Regions from separate parts of the Rattus norvegicus genome. Here region 2 is linked to region 1. Evidence: chromatin contacts called from public Hi-C data. All regions are on one chromosome and are shown on one strand. Each heading gives the region's core, a stretch centred on a gene start, on an enhancer-like site or on the middle of the called end of the contact. The rest is flanking DNA. Distances are from core to core; before and after follow the strand shown. Region 1 holds the start of Golga2 (golgin A2). Region 2 holds the start of LOC120101524 (mitochondrial import inner membrane translocase subunit Tim17-B-like).

Region 1 (6,013 bases), core at 1,692-4,191:
AAGCCAGCCTGGGCTCCACAGCAGCCAGGGCTCCACAGTGATCCCCAGAGACAACAAGCAAATGCAAGAACCAGTAGACAATAACTATAACCTGGTTCTTTTTTTTTTTTTTCCTTTTTTTTTCGGAGCTGGGGACCGAACCCAGGGCCTTGCGCTTGCTAGGCAAGCGCTCTACCACTGAGCTAAATCCCCAACCCTTATAACCTGGTTCTTAAATCCCACTCCTCTTTTCAGAACATTTTCTCTTGCTGGCATGGTGGCACACACCTTTAGTCTCAGTCCTCAAAGCAGAGGCAGGTGGACCTCTGTGATAAGATAAGGATAGCCCAGTCTACACAGCAAGTTCCAGGTTAACCCAGGATAAAGGAAGACCCTGTCTTTATTCTTACTTACTTTTGAGTATGTTTTATGTGCACAAGAGTTTGCCCATATTCACTTATGTGCACTTCATGTATACCTGGTGCACAGAGAGGTCAGAAGAGGATGTCAGAACCCTTGGAACTGGAATCACATAAGATTGTAAACTATCATGTGGGTGCTGAAAATAATACTCAAATACCCTGTCTTTAAAACATATACGTGTGTGTGTGTGTGTGTGTGTGTGTGTGTGTGTGTGTGTGCGTGCACATGGATGTTCGTATACTAGGAGACAGGGTGCATGGGTATGTTATGGTGTACACAAGAATGTCAGAGGACACATGTATGTGTATATGCTGTGAGAGAGAGTACATAGGCATGTCATGGTACATACAACAATGTCAGAGGACAGCCTCAGTGTTGCTTCCTCTTTCCCACTCTCAGAGAACTCTCTCGTTAGCACACACACCAGGCAAGATGGCCTCTCAGTTTCTATAATTCTGTCTTCACCATATAGTTAGCTAGAGAACATCTGAGCTTACAGATTCATGCTGCCATGTCTGGTTTTATATGGAATCTAGAAATTCAGGTCCTCCTGCTTGTGTTGAACTTCTTTACCCAATGAGCCATCTCCCTGTCAAAAGCCAAAGTACTGTCAATAAAACCTCATGTTAATGGTTTTTGTTGTTTTGTTGTTGCTGTTGTTGTTGTTGTTGTTGCTGTTGTTGTTGTTGTGCTGGGGATTGAACCTGGAGTTTTATGTATGAGAGGCCAGAATTCTACTACTAAGCCATATATACACAGCTTCCCTTCAAAACAAAACGAAACAAAACAGGATTGCTGGGCATAGTGGCCTATACCTTTTACCCAGTACTAGGCAGGCAGAGGCAGGCAGATCTGAGTTCAGGGCCAGCCAGGAATACATAGACCTTGTCTCAAAAACAAACACAAAATTAAGTTTAATTTTAAAAAGACTGTATGTGTATGAGGGTAGTTGTTTGTTTTGCCTACATATATGGCTGTACATCATGTACATATGCAGTAACCTAATTGGCCAGAAGAGGGCATAATATGCAACCTCTAGAACTGGAGTTAGAGACAGTTGTTAGCAATACTAGGTGAAGGGAGCTATGCCCAGGTCCTCTGCAAGAGCAACAAGTGCTTTTACCTGCTGAACCTTCTCTCCAGACCCAGTATTAAATATTACATACACCAAGCTGGTATCAAATTCCACATATAGTAAAAAATAACCTTGAAGTCCTGATCCTTCTGCCTCTACTTCCAGAGTCAGGGAAATATAGGCATGTATTGCTCTGCCCAGTTAATGCCATGCCAGGATCCAAGCCAGAGCCTCATACATGGTAGGCAAGCACTCTTGCCAACTGAGCTGAGTCCTGATAAACACCTAACAACTTAGTGCACTCCTAACCCCACTGGGGCCGTTTTATCAACACATATTAAAGACACACAGCAGTACTTCCTAAACGTGCTTCCTAAAGTTTACTTCCTAAACTTTACAATGTGACAGAAGGGCAGAAGCCACGAAGGCAAAGCTTTAGTGAACATGGGACCAGAAAGGGCCTAAGCGTCATCTCAGAGAGAAGTCTTTACAAATCTAAGAAAATGCCATGCCCAACCTTTACAGTTTTTTCTCTCAGAAGAAACATGGGAAAGTGATGCTTCCCATGAGATGCCTCACACGCATCCTGTGGCTCTCATCAGTTTTGAAATGACAATTTGGCTGAATTTCAAGCTGTTAAGTTCAGTTCCCCAAGAAACTGATCAACACTATACATGCATTTTGCTCCAGAGAGATTACAGTCTCTCTAGAGAGCAGAAAACTGAAAAATAACCTAAATGCAAACCAAACCCATTCTTCCATGTCAGCAAGGAACACTGAACTGTGTTGTGTGCTCACATTAATGCTAAGTTAAGGGACTGTGGGTACCTAAAGCGCCTCCGCACTAGATTCCAAACTCGGGCTCCCTTCCAGGTGGAACTAAGTTCTCCACCAGAGAAACAGGAAAGGGGGCATCAACATCAGGTGAGCAGGTGGGGCAATCCAAATCCGACTCGGAGTAGTAATGACAGTTTCGGGGGGGGGGGACTGTGACGTAACTACATTCCACTCCATACTACCAACGCCCGAGTCGCCTACAGGGCCAGGACCCAGGTCCTTGGAGGCAGGTGCCCAGAGAGGTCTGGACTGGAGCGTCCCGAGTCAAGGGCTGAGACCCTGTGTCACTGACCAAAGTCACCTAGGGGCGACTGAGAGGGCGGGGGCTGGGTTGCTGAGGGGGCGGGGCTGGCTGAGAAGACTTCGCTGGGGGGAACCCAGGGAGCTGAAGGGTTCTCTACCTGTGTGTCTCGGGAAAGGCTCGGACTCTATTCATAGTCCTGCTGTTGGAGGAGCTCGGGTGGGGTCAAGGGGCCGCGACCCGGAGCGCTTTACCTTTTTCTTGGCCGCAGCCAATTTGCTCTGCCTGGTTTCTTCCGACATCCCGGGGCGGGGAGGGGGGAAGCGGGGGGGCCACATCACCACGATCCCGGCAGCCACCGCGAAACTGCTTCCGGCAGCTACGACTCCTCAACAAGAGCCAGAGAAGGCGGGTGCAGAGCTTCACTAGGACGCTCGGAAACCCGGCGTGACCTACCTTCTCCAAGCCCATTGGTTGATGAGAATGATGACTGACAGGGAGGCGTGGTCACGCTGTCGCGAGGCGGGAGCGACGGGTGGAGTTAACGACGAAAGCTGCGCGCGCAGCCATGACCCCTCACAGCCACCTATCGGAGGGAGGGGCGGGACAGCTTTAGCTTGGTGCGTGCGCAGCCGGACGTGAGGCAGTTGGTGGTCTCCATCGTCGATTTCTGGTTACCTGAAAAGCAGCCGTTTAACCCCAATCCTGGACCCTTCAGAGTTTAAGCCCACCCCGCTCCGGGTGCCCCGGACCTTAGGGTTCAGGAGGTGGGTGACGAGCGCGCCGCGCTTCATTTCACAGCCCTTTCCCTACTCTTCACTCCTTCCCCCAGACTCCTCACCAGGCCTCTCCATAACCAGTTCTCCACACATTCTCCTCCCTACCTTGCGCACCCTGACCTCAAAGCCCCATCCCCCATCCCGATATCTCGGGTAATGCCCCGGAGTCTGGGTCCGGGCCCAACCCTTTCCCGCTGCGGCTCCCGCACCCCTTTGGTAACCCCATTCTCATCAGCCCTTTCCTCGGGTTCCTCCCCAGGGGTGAGTCAGAATTCAGCCGAATTTACCATGGGGGCTACCGATCGCCGGTGAGTATATCAGCCCCACCCCCTCCCTCTGCATCCCCACCCATCGCCTCCCTCTTCCTGAGCCTTCCGCTGCCAAGCCTACTTCTTTCCTAATTCCACTCCTTTTCCTCTCTCAGATGTGAGGTCCTACCCTCCCATTCCTAGCTGCCCGATGCCTACGCTTCTCCGACCGCTCCTGCCTCCCTCTTCCTGAGCCTTCCGCCGCCAAGCCTAGTTCTTTCCTAATTCCACTCCTTTTCCTCTCTCAGATGTGAGGTCCTACCCTCCCATTCCTAGCTGCCCGATGCCTACGCTTCTCCGACCGCTCCTGCCCGCAGTTTTGTCCCCTGACCCAGCCTGCCACCAGACCTGCATGGCTTCTCAGTAAAGGGATCTGCCTTTAGGCTGTCCACTCCCTAAGCTACTCTTTTTTTGGGGGGGCACCCCCAAAACTCAGTTCATTTCTCATCCCTCAAAGATGGATTTTTAAAGTACTCTTTTTGATGAAATCATGATTCACTCCTTTTTAGTAACTCCTTTTGTTCTTTATAACCCTATCCCCTTTGAGACAGTTGTTAAAACCAAAGATGGGAGGAGAAAGACCACCAACCCAAATCTTCATTGAATCTTTAATTGAAGTCAATTAGAGCAAACAATTGATTAAAGCAAGCTATTTTATTCGTGTACATAGCCCCTAGGGTAGGACTTGTGAGATCAGCCTCAGATGTGAGGAAAACAAGGCTTTTAGAAAAAAAGCTCAGGGGTAGGGGGTATCCAAATGGGGATTTGGTGGGGCTACAGGGGCAGAACTGTAAGCATACAGGTTAGTCCAAACGAACTCCTCAAAGAGGTGGTTGTAAGTTGGGCAGAATAAGGTAGTCCTAACAGCAGGTAGTCAGTGGATCAGAGGTGGTCCTTTTGGAACAAATGTAGGGTTGGAAGATGGTTATAAACAACTTTCTGGAACAAAGACTTGATTGCCATTCCTGGAGCAGGCAGTGCAGAACCATTTGTAGTTAAGGTTACAGGTGGGCATAGCCCAATCCTTGAGAACCAGAGGTTTAACCAGAAACAGGATTGAGTCTAGACTGTATTTACTAAAATGGCCTTGAACCCCCAGATGGAGACGTGCTGCTCCCATATTCAGTCTGTATTCAAGGATGCCCTTGTAGTCTCATTATGTAGCCCACACTAGTTGAATACTCTTCATCTTCCTACCTTAGCAACTCAAATGCTAGAGAGCAGGATAAATTATGGAGACTTAAAGAGAGAAAAAAAAAAAAAAGCACAGTGAGCAAGTTAGTAGTGGTGCAAAGTTTTTAATCCCAGCACACAGGGGGCAGAGGCAGGGGGAATCTCTTCCTGCCTGGTGTACAAAGAACAGAAACCCTGTCTTGAAAAAAACAAAACAAAGATAGCACCTTGATTTTAGAATCAGGCATCCCAGCACAATATTTGCTGTGGATGTTACCAACATAAAAACAGTATTCTTTTTTAAATTACTATTACTTTGTTTTCTTTTTTTTTTTTTTTTTTTTTTTTTTTTTTGGAGCTGGGGACCAAACCCAGGGCCTTGCGCTTGCTGGGCAAGCGCTCTACCACTGAGCTAAATCCCCAACCCCTACTTTGTTTTATTGAGTCAAGACTATCCTTGAATTCAGTTGTGCTTGCCTTAGCTTCCCAGTATTGAGATCAAAGGTCTTGGCTTTTTTTTTTTTTTTTATAATTTAAAATTACATTTTAAAATGTACTTGTTTGTGGGCACTAGAAAGTCACAGAGTACATATGGAGGTCAAAGAACAGCTTTCAAGAGAGGTTCTTCTACAGTATGAGTCTAGGAATTGAACTCAGGCCATTAAACTTGGCACCAGCCAAATTGTTTTTTGTCTCCAATAATTTAAAAGAAATTTTAAATATTGGGGGAAATATTTTTGAATAGGAATTGTTAAGGTAGTCATAAGCCAGACTTAAGGCCAGACCGGGGATCGAGCCTCACTCTCACCCAGGAGTTTTCTAGGAATCTCGTAAGGCATTAATTGTTTACAGTAAGAATAGAACCTGATTTTCTGCGTCCTTGAGACTGAGGATTCTAATTATTTGTTGTAGACCTGTCAGGCAGGTAATCAGGAACTTTGTAATTACTTTAAAGTTGCTTGGCAAACCTTTGACTTCAGAAGTCTATATGTGACTGCAGTTTAGACATGAGTCCTGGTCAGGAGTGGTGTCACTTGCTTTTAATACCTGGGGCTCTTGGAAGGCTGAGGCAGGAGCAGGTGAATTTCAGTAAGTTTGAAACTAACCCGGTCTATGTAGTGAGTTCCAAAGATAGCCAGGGCTACATAGTAAGTGCCTCCCTAAAAAAATCTGAAAAAATACAAATTCAAGTCTCCTT
Region 2 (6,013 bases), core at 905-3,404, 190 kb before region 1:
GCCATTTAGGTGCTAGGAATATGCGTGTGTTATATAATATACATTAATAATATATAATAATATATATTATTGTCCTAGGGTTTTACTGCTGTGAACAGGCACCATGACCAAGGCAACTCTTATAAGGACAGCATTTAATTGGGGCTGGCTTACAGTTCAGAGGTTCAGTCCATTATCATCAAGGTGGGAGCACGGCAGCACCCAGGCAGGCATGGAACCAAGAATTCTACATCTTGATCAGAAGGCAGCAGAAGGAGACTCTCTTCCATACTGGGTGGAGCTTGAGCCTAGGACAACCCACCTCCACAAGAATGAATTCCTTCAATAAGGCCACACCCCCTAATAGTGCCACTACTGCCACTTGCCATGGGCCAAGCATATTCAAACCACCACAATTATATATATATATATAATTTTTAAAAAAAATTTTTGCAGGCCTTAAACATTCACCAGAGTGCCACAGGAGGAGAGGGATCCAGGGTGAGAGAATTGTTACATTGTTACATGTGTGGAGCTGTGAAGCCCTGAGACACAAAAAGGGAACCTATGTAACAAGGCTGCTGGGGTGCCTCCACCCCTACCACAAAACAAGAGAGTAGAATAGAGACCCTCGGTGAAGGTCTCAGGGCTATGTAGGAGCCAGACCTTCCTTGGAGGTAGATCATCCAGGAGGGACCTGAGGAGCAGCTCCCTCGGTGGCAGGAGCAGACAGCGGCTTCCTCAGTGGTACTGCTGGTAGTTGGGATAACCTGGGGCCAGAGCTCCCTCTTTAGGGGTTAGCTGGCTGGGGTCCTCCAAGAATGGGTGTGCACTGCGGGACTGCTGGGCAGCATAGTGGGTGAGAAGTATGTCAACATCCTCAACGAGGGCCAACAGGATGCTACCCCCCATCATTGCAGAGCCCACCATGCCACTGCGGGCAGCCAGCACGGCTCCAGTCAATGCTCCACTAGCGATGGAATTCCGGGGGTCTTCTTCGCCCCGCAGCTGGACCAGGCTACAGTCGATGGTGGGAAACAGGCCTCCCCATACTGCAAAGCTACCTCCGATCTGGAGTGCTCGGATCCTCACAGCACTGGTACTACCTCTGAACCAGTGTCGAATTCCAACAGGGGCATTGCGGAAGCTCTTGACAGCCTGGAAGACTCCACCACCAAGGACACCCATGGTGAAGGCTCGGCTGCAATCATCCACAATACGCCGTGGGCAAGGTTCGCGAGTGTCCTCCTCCGTGACACCAGCGTCCGGCCTGGAGCAGTCAGTCGCGTGGGTGAACCCTTATATATTTATATTAGATAAGGGTTTGTAGTTCTGGCTGGCTTAGAAGGGCTGTGTAGATCTTAAACTCAAATTGTAATTCTCTTGTCTCCATCTCCTAAGTGCCCTGGCTGATGTTCATACCACAGGGTGTACACTATTCAGTAATAAAGAAGAACAGACTAGCTGGGCAGGGTACCCTGCTCTGTAAGGCATGTATGAGACTAGGAAGGAGGACAGTCATGGGTTCAAGGCCAGCTTGGTTACTGAATGAGATCCTGTTTCAGAGATGACTCAGTGGCTAAAAGCACTGGCTGCTCTTCAGCAGGCAGGAGCCTGACTGGCCCTTGAAGAACAGTTTTTGGCTTCAGATTATTTTATGTGCATGGGTGTTATGCCTGCACAATTCTGTATACCACATGTGTGCCAGATGGCCAAAGAGGTCAAAACGGGTCCTCAGATTCCCTGGAATTGAATCATCTACAGACGCTCGTGAGCTTCCAAGTGGGTGCTGGGAATCAAACCTGGCCCTCTCTGAGAGGAGCAAGAGCTCTTAACTGCTGAGCCCCTCTCAAGACCCATTTTGCAATTTGTAAACTAAGCTGTTCTGCTGAGCCATAGCGATCAGGGCATCTTCAGTCTCTGAAGCTTTTGTCAGAGGTAGATTTAGTATGAGTGCATTTTCCTGCTGGTGTGCGATTATCTACTCTGCTCCTTAACAATGGCTTTTATCCCCCCGCCCAATCTTATTGGTTTGTTTTTCTGTTTCTTCTCTAATAAACCAATGGCTTTAATTTTTTATGCTTATTTATTTATGTGTGTGTGAATGAGTGTGTGTGAGTGTGTGAGTGTGTGAGTGTGTGAGTGTGTGTGAGTGAATGTGTGTGTTTGAGAGAGTGTGTGTGTGAGAATGTGTGTGAGTGTGTGTATGAGAAAGAGAGTGAGTGTGTGTGTGTGTATGTTACTGTGTGTATGTGTGTATGAGTGTGTGTGTGAGAGAGTGAGTGTGTGTATGCATGTGTATATGTGTGTGTGTGTGTGTATGAGAAAGGGAGTGAGTGTGTGTGTGTGTATGTTACTGTGTGTATATGTGTGTGTGTGTGAGTGAATGTGTGTTTGAGAGATTGTGTGTGTGAGAATGTGTGTGAGTGTGTGTATGAGAAAGAGAGTGAGTGTGTGTGTGTATGTTACTGTGTGTATGTGTGTGTATGAGTGTGTGTGTGAGAGAGTGAGTGTGTGTATGCATGTGTATATGTGTGTGTGAGTGTGTGTGAGAGAATGTGTGTGTTTGAGAGAGTGTGTGTGTGAGAATGTGTGTGAGTGTGTGTATGAGAAAGAGAGTGAGTGTGTGTGTGTGTATGTGTGTTCTGCTGCTTCACTTTGGAAGGTCATTTAATCTCTTGGGGCCTCAGTTTCCCCATTGAGGGGATAAGGAGAACATTACCACCCAAAGGGTGACTGGCAAGGTCGGACAGGAACATGGCTGTCGTGGGGCTCTGATCCTTCTTGGGCTGAGCAGGCCTAGGGTCTTTGGAGTTCCCAAGCACTCTGAGCACCACAGGGGAAACTGAGGCCCAGAATCTGGTTCAGAATGGGTGGGAACCCTGACTTCTTTTCCTGAGCTCTCTGCACCTAGGACAGCCCCTGAGCTAGAAGGACTGGTGGAACCAGCAGGTCCTGTCTCTGAGGTAGGCGAAGAGGGCTCCTGGCCAGAGCTGGACACTCTGGACCTCCCTCCACCCCTCTAGAGCGCCCCTTCCTGCTGGAGCTGAGCTGGAGGCTTGGTATTGTTAACTACCGCCACCTACAGGACAGAGAAGTTCACGTCCAGCAGCTTCTGCCAGCTTCTGGCAAATTAATTACAATGCTTCCTGTAGGCCCCAGGCTAGTACCTGTGCTTTATATAGGTCACCTGAAAAAATGCATCATTCATTTCACTGCCTAAAAAAGAGAAATGCTGCCCTTTAAAATGTAACAGCACTGTTGTCAGGCATGGTGGAACACTCCTTTAATCTCAGCACTCAGGAGGTAGAGGCAGTCGGATCTCTGTGAGTTGGAGGCCAGCCTGGTCTACAGAGTGAGTTTCAGGACAGCCAGGCCACAGAAAAACTCTGTCTCTAAAAATCTAAACCAACCAACCACCACCACCACCACCAAATATATACATATACTATGCATATACATATAATATGATACACACACACGTATCTCAGTACCTTTCCTTATTAGTTGGACATTCTATTTTGAGCTAGGCATGGTGGGTACACACCTGTAACCCAGCACTTGAGAGACATAGGCAGAATGATCAGGAGTTCAAGGGCAGGTTCCCATATGTAGCAACTTTGATGCCAGGCTGGGTTACAAGAAACACTGTGTAGTGTGGGGCCTGGGGGATGGCACTTGCTACTCTTGCTGAGGATCTGGGTTCACTTCCCAGACTGCTCAGGGGTGGGGGCACTACCATTCAAACCTGGAAAACTGAATTTGATCCCAGGAAGTTACTGGTACAAGGAGGGTGGTGCACAAAGTTGTCCTGTGACTTCTACACACATGCCGCGTGACACACGTGCAGTGGCACATGCTCTGTGCCATCACGCACACATACACAGTTATAGTACACCTAAAAGACTTTTATGTTTTTTTAAAGATTTTATTTTATGTATGTGAGTACACTGTAGCTGTCTTCAGACACACCAGAAGAGGGCATCAGATCCCATTACAGATGGTTGTGAGCCACCATGTGGTTGCTGGGAATTGAACTCAGGACCTCAGAGCAGTCAGTACTCTTAAACGCTGAGCCATCTCTCCAACCCTTATTATTATTATTTTTTTAATTTCAAAGACTTTTGCTTATTTTTGTTGTTTTTTTTTCTCTTTTTTCTTTTTTTCGGAGCTGGGGACCGAACCCAGGGCCTTGCGCTTGCTAGGCAAGTGCTCTACCACTGAGCTAAATCCCCAACCCCATTTTTGTTGTTTTTTGCTTATGAGGCTGGGTCTTACTATGTAGCCCTAGCTGTCCTGGAACTCACTATGTCGACCAGACTGGGTTCGAACTCACAGAGATCTGAGATCTGCCTGCTTCTACTCCCCAAGAATAAGGATTAAAGGCTTGTGCCACTATTCCCAGCATTGTTTACTTTCATTTTGTGTGTTTTGGTATTTTGTGTGCAAATACCCAAAGTTCATGCAGTACTTAAGAAGGCCAGAAGAGGGCTCCAGATGCTTTTGGAAGCGGAGTCGCCAACAATCTTTAGCTGCCATGTGAGTGCTGGGATCATGATTATGCATACATTAAAACAGAAAATTACGGTAAAAATGACTATGTATTCCTATTAAGTAATCGGTATGTGCAGAGTCGGACTCCCTGAGATGACTTTGGGGAGGAGCATTGGGTCTTCAAGCGTGCTGTTAGTACCACCACTGAGCTGCGCTCCCAGATCCTGACCTCCATGCCAAGCTGAGTGTAGATGGCGCAGCTTTTCTTTGGAGCAGACAGCCCTCACTCAGAGATCGAAGGTTCAAAGCCTACGTGCCCTGAATGGAGCAGCCGACTTTGGCCAGCATCAACTCCCCTCTGGTGGTTTAATGCTGCATTCAGGGTCCCAAGGTTCCAGGAGTTCCCCGTTTCTGTAAGCCTAAGAAAGCCCCCGTGTGGGGTTAGGGATTTAGCTCAGTGGTAGAGCGCTTGCCTAGCAAGCGCAAGGCCCTGGGTTCGGTCCTCAGCTCCAGAAAAAAAAAGCCCCGTGCAACGATGCAAGGCTGCAGTACCAGCGCTTGGGAGGTGGAGGTTGAAAGGTCATAGCGAGCCCATCCTCAGCTACGTAGTGAGCTCAAGGCCAGCCTAGGCTACATAAGGCTGGGATGGTTTTGTTTGTTTGTTTGTCCCCCCCCCCTTTTTTTTTTAAAAAGAGGAACTAAATAAAGACTACCAAGCAGGAGGTCTGTGCCCGGTGGTGTTCTCTGATTCTTTTCTTTCTTTTTTTTTTTTTTTTTTTCCCGGAGCTGGGGACTGAACCCAGGGCCTTGCGCTTCCTAGGCAAGTGCTCTACCACTGAGCTAAATCCCCAACCCCCCTCTGATTCTTTTCTTATCCAGCAGTCTAGAGGTTAATTAGCATGAGAGACACAACCCTGAAAATCTAGAGTTGCTGGGAGCCACCTGGCTCACACACTGGCTTCAGGATGAGAGGAGTGAAGTTAGGGTCTGGGGTCACTGAGGGTCACTCTCTGAAGATGCTTCTATAACTGACTAAAGGTTTATGGGGCTCATGTTTCTGCAGGATAAGAAAGAAGCCCAGAGCGACAGCACATGGGAGGGTCTTCTTGCTGTCTCGTGACATGGTGGAAGATGTTACTCGGGGGCTGGAGAGATGGCTCAGTGGTTAAGAACACTGGCTGCTCTTCCAGAGGTCCTGAGTTCAAATCCCAGCAACCACATGGTGGCTCACAACCATCTGTAACAAGATCTGATGCCCTCTTCTGGTGTGTCTGAAGAGAGTGACGGTGTACTCATCATATATAAAATGAATAAATAAAATCTTTAAAAAAAAAAGAAAGAAAAAGCCGAATGTTACGTTTAAATTGTTTTTTAAAAAAAAAAGATGTTACTCGGGAGGGGGGCAAGCATCACATCTCTCTTTGAATCTGGGGGGATGGGGACAGAGTTTCTCTACATAGTCCTATGTAGACCAGGCTGGTTTTGAACTCAAAGATCCACTTGCTTCTGTCTCCCAAGTGCTGGGATTAAAGGTGTGTGC

The links. A called contact is a pair of places that touch in the nucleus more often than the background predicts.
Region 2: a Hi-C map of the A7r5 cell line shows a contact between it and region 1, with 4 times the contacts expected there. The contact joins the promoter of LOC120101524 here to the promoter of Golga2 in region 1. A contact is called at or near these places in 2 of 12 Hi-C or Micro-C datasets (the A7r5 cell line and mammary epithelial cells).

The regions. Positions count from the first base shown.
Region 1 is chr3:35,978,711-35,984,723 of GRCr8, reverse strand. Golga2 (golgin A2) reads right to left here and starts at 2,941. Exons shown (of 26, transcript NM_022596.2): 1 at 2,810-2,941. The coding sequence starts at 2,893. Swi5 (SWI5 homologous recombination repair protein) reads left to right here and starts at 3,220. Exons shown (of 5, transcript NM_001246661.1): 1 at 3,220-3,322; 2 at 3,594-3,642.
Region 2 is chr3:36,169,614-36,175,626 of GRCr8, reverse strand. It overlaps LOC120101524 (mitochondrial import inner membrane translocase subunit Tim17-B-like), which reads right to left and starts at 2,154. Exons shown (of 1, transcript XM_063285241.1): 1 at 623-2,154. The coding sequence starts at 1,167. The coding sequence ends at 721.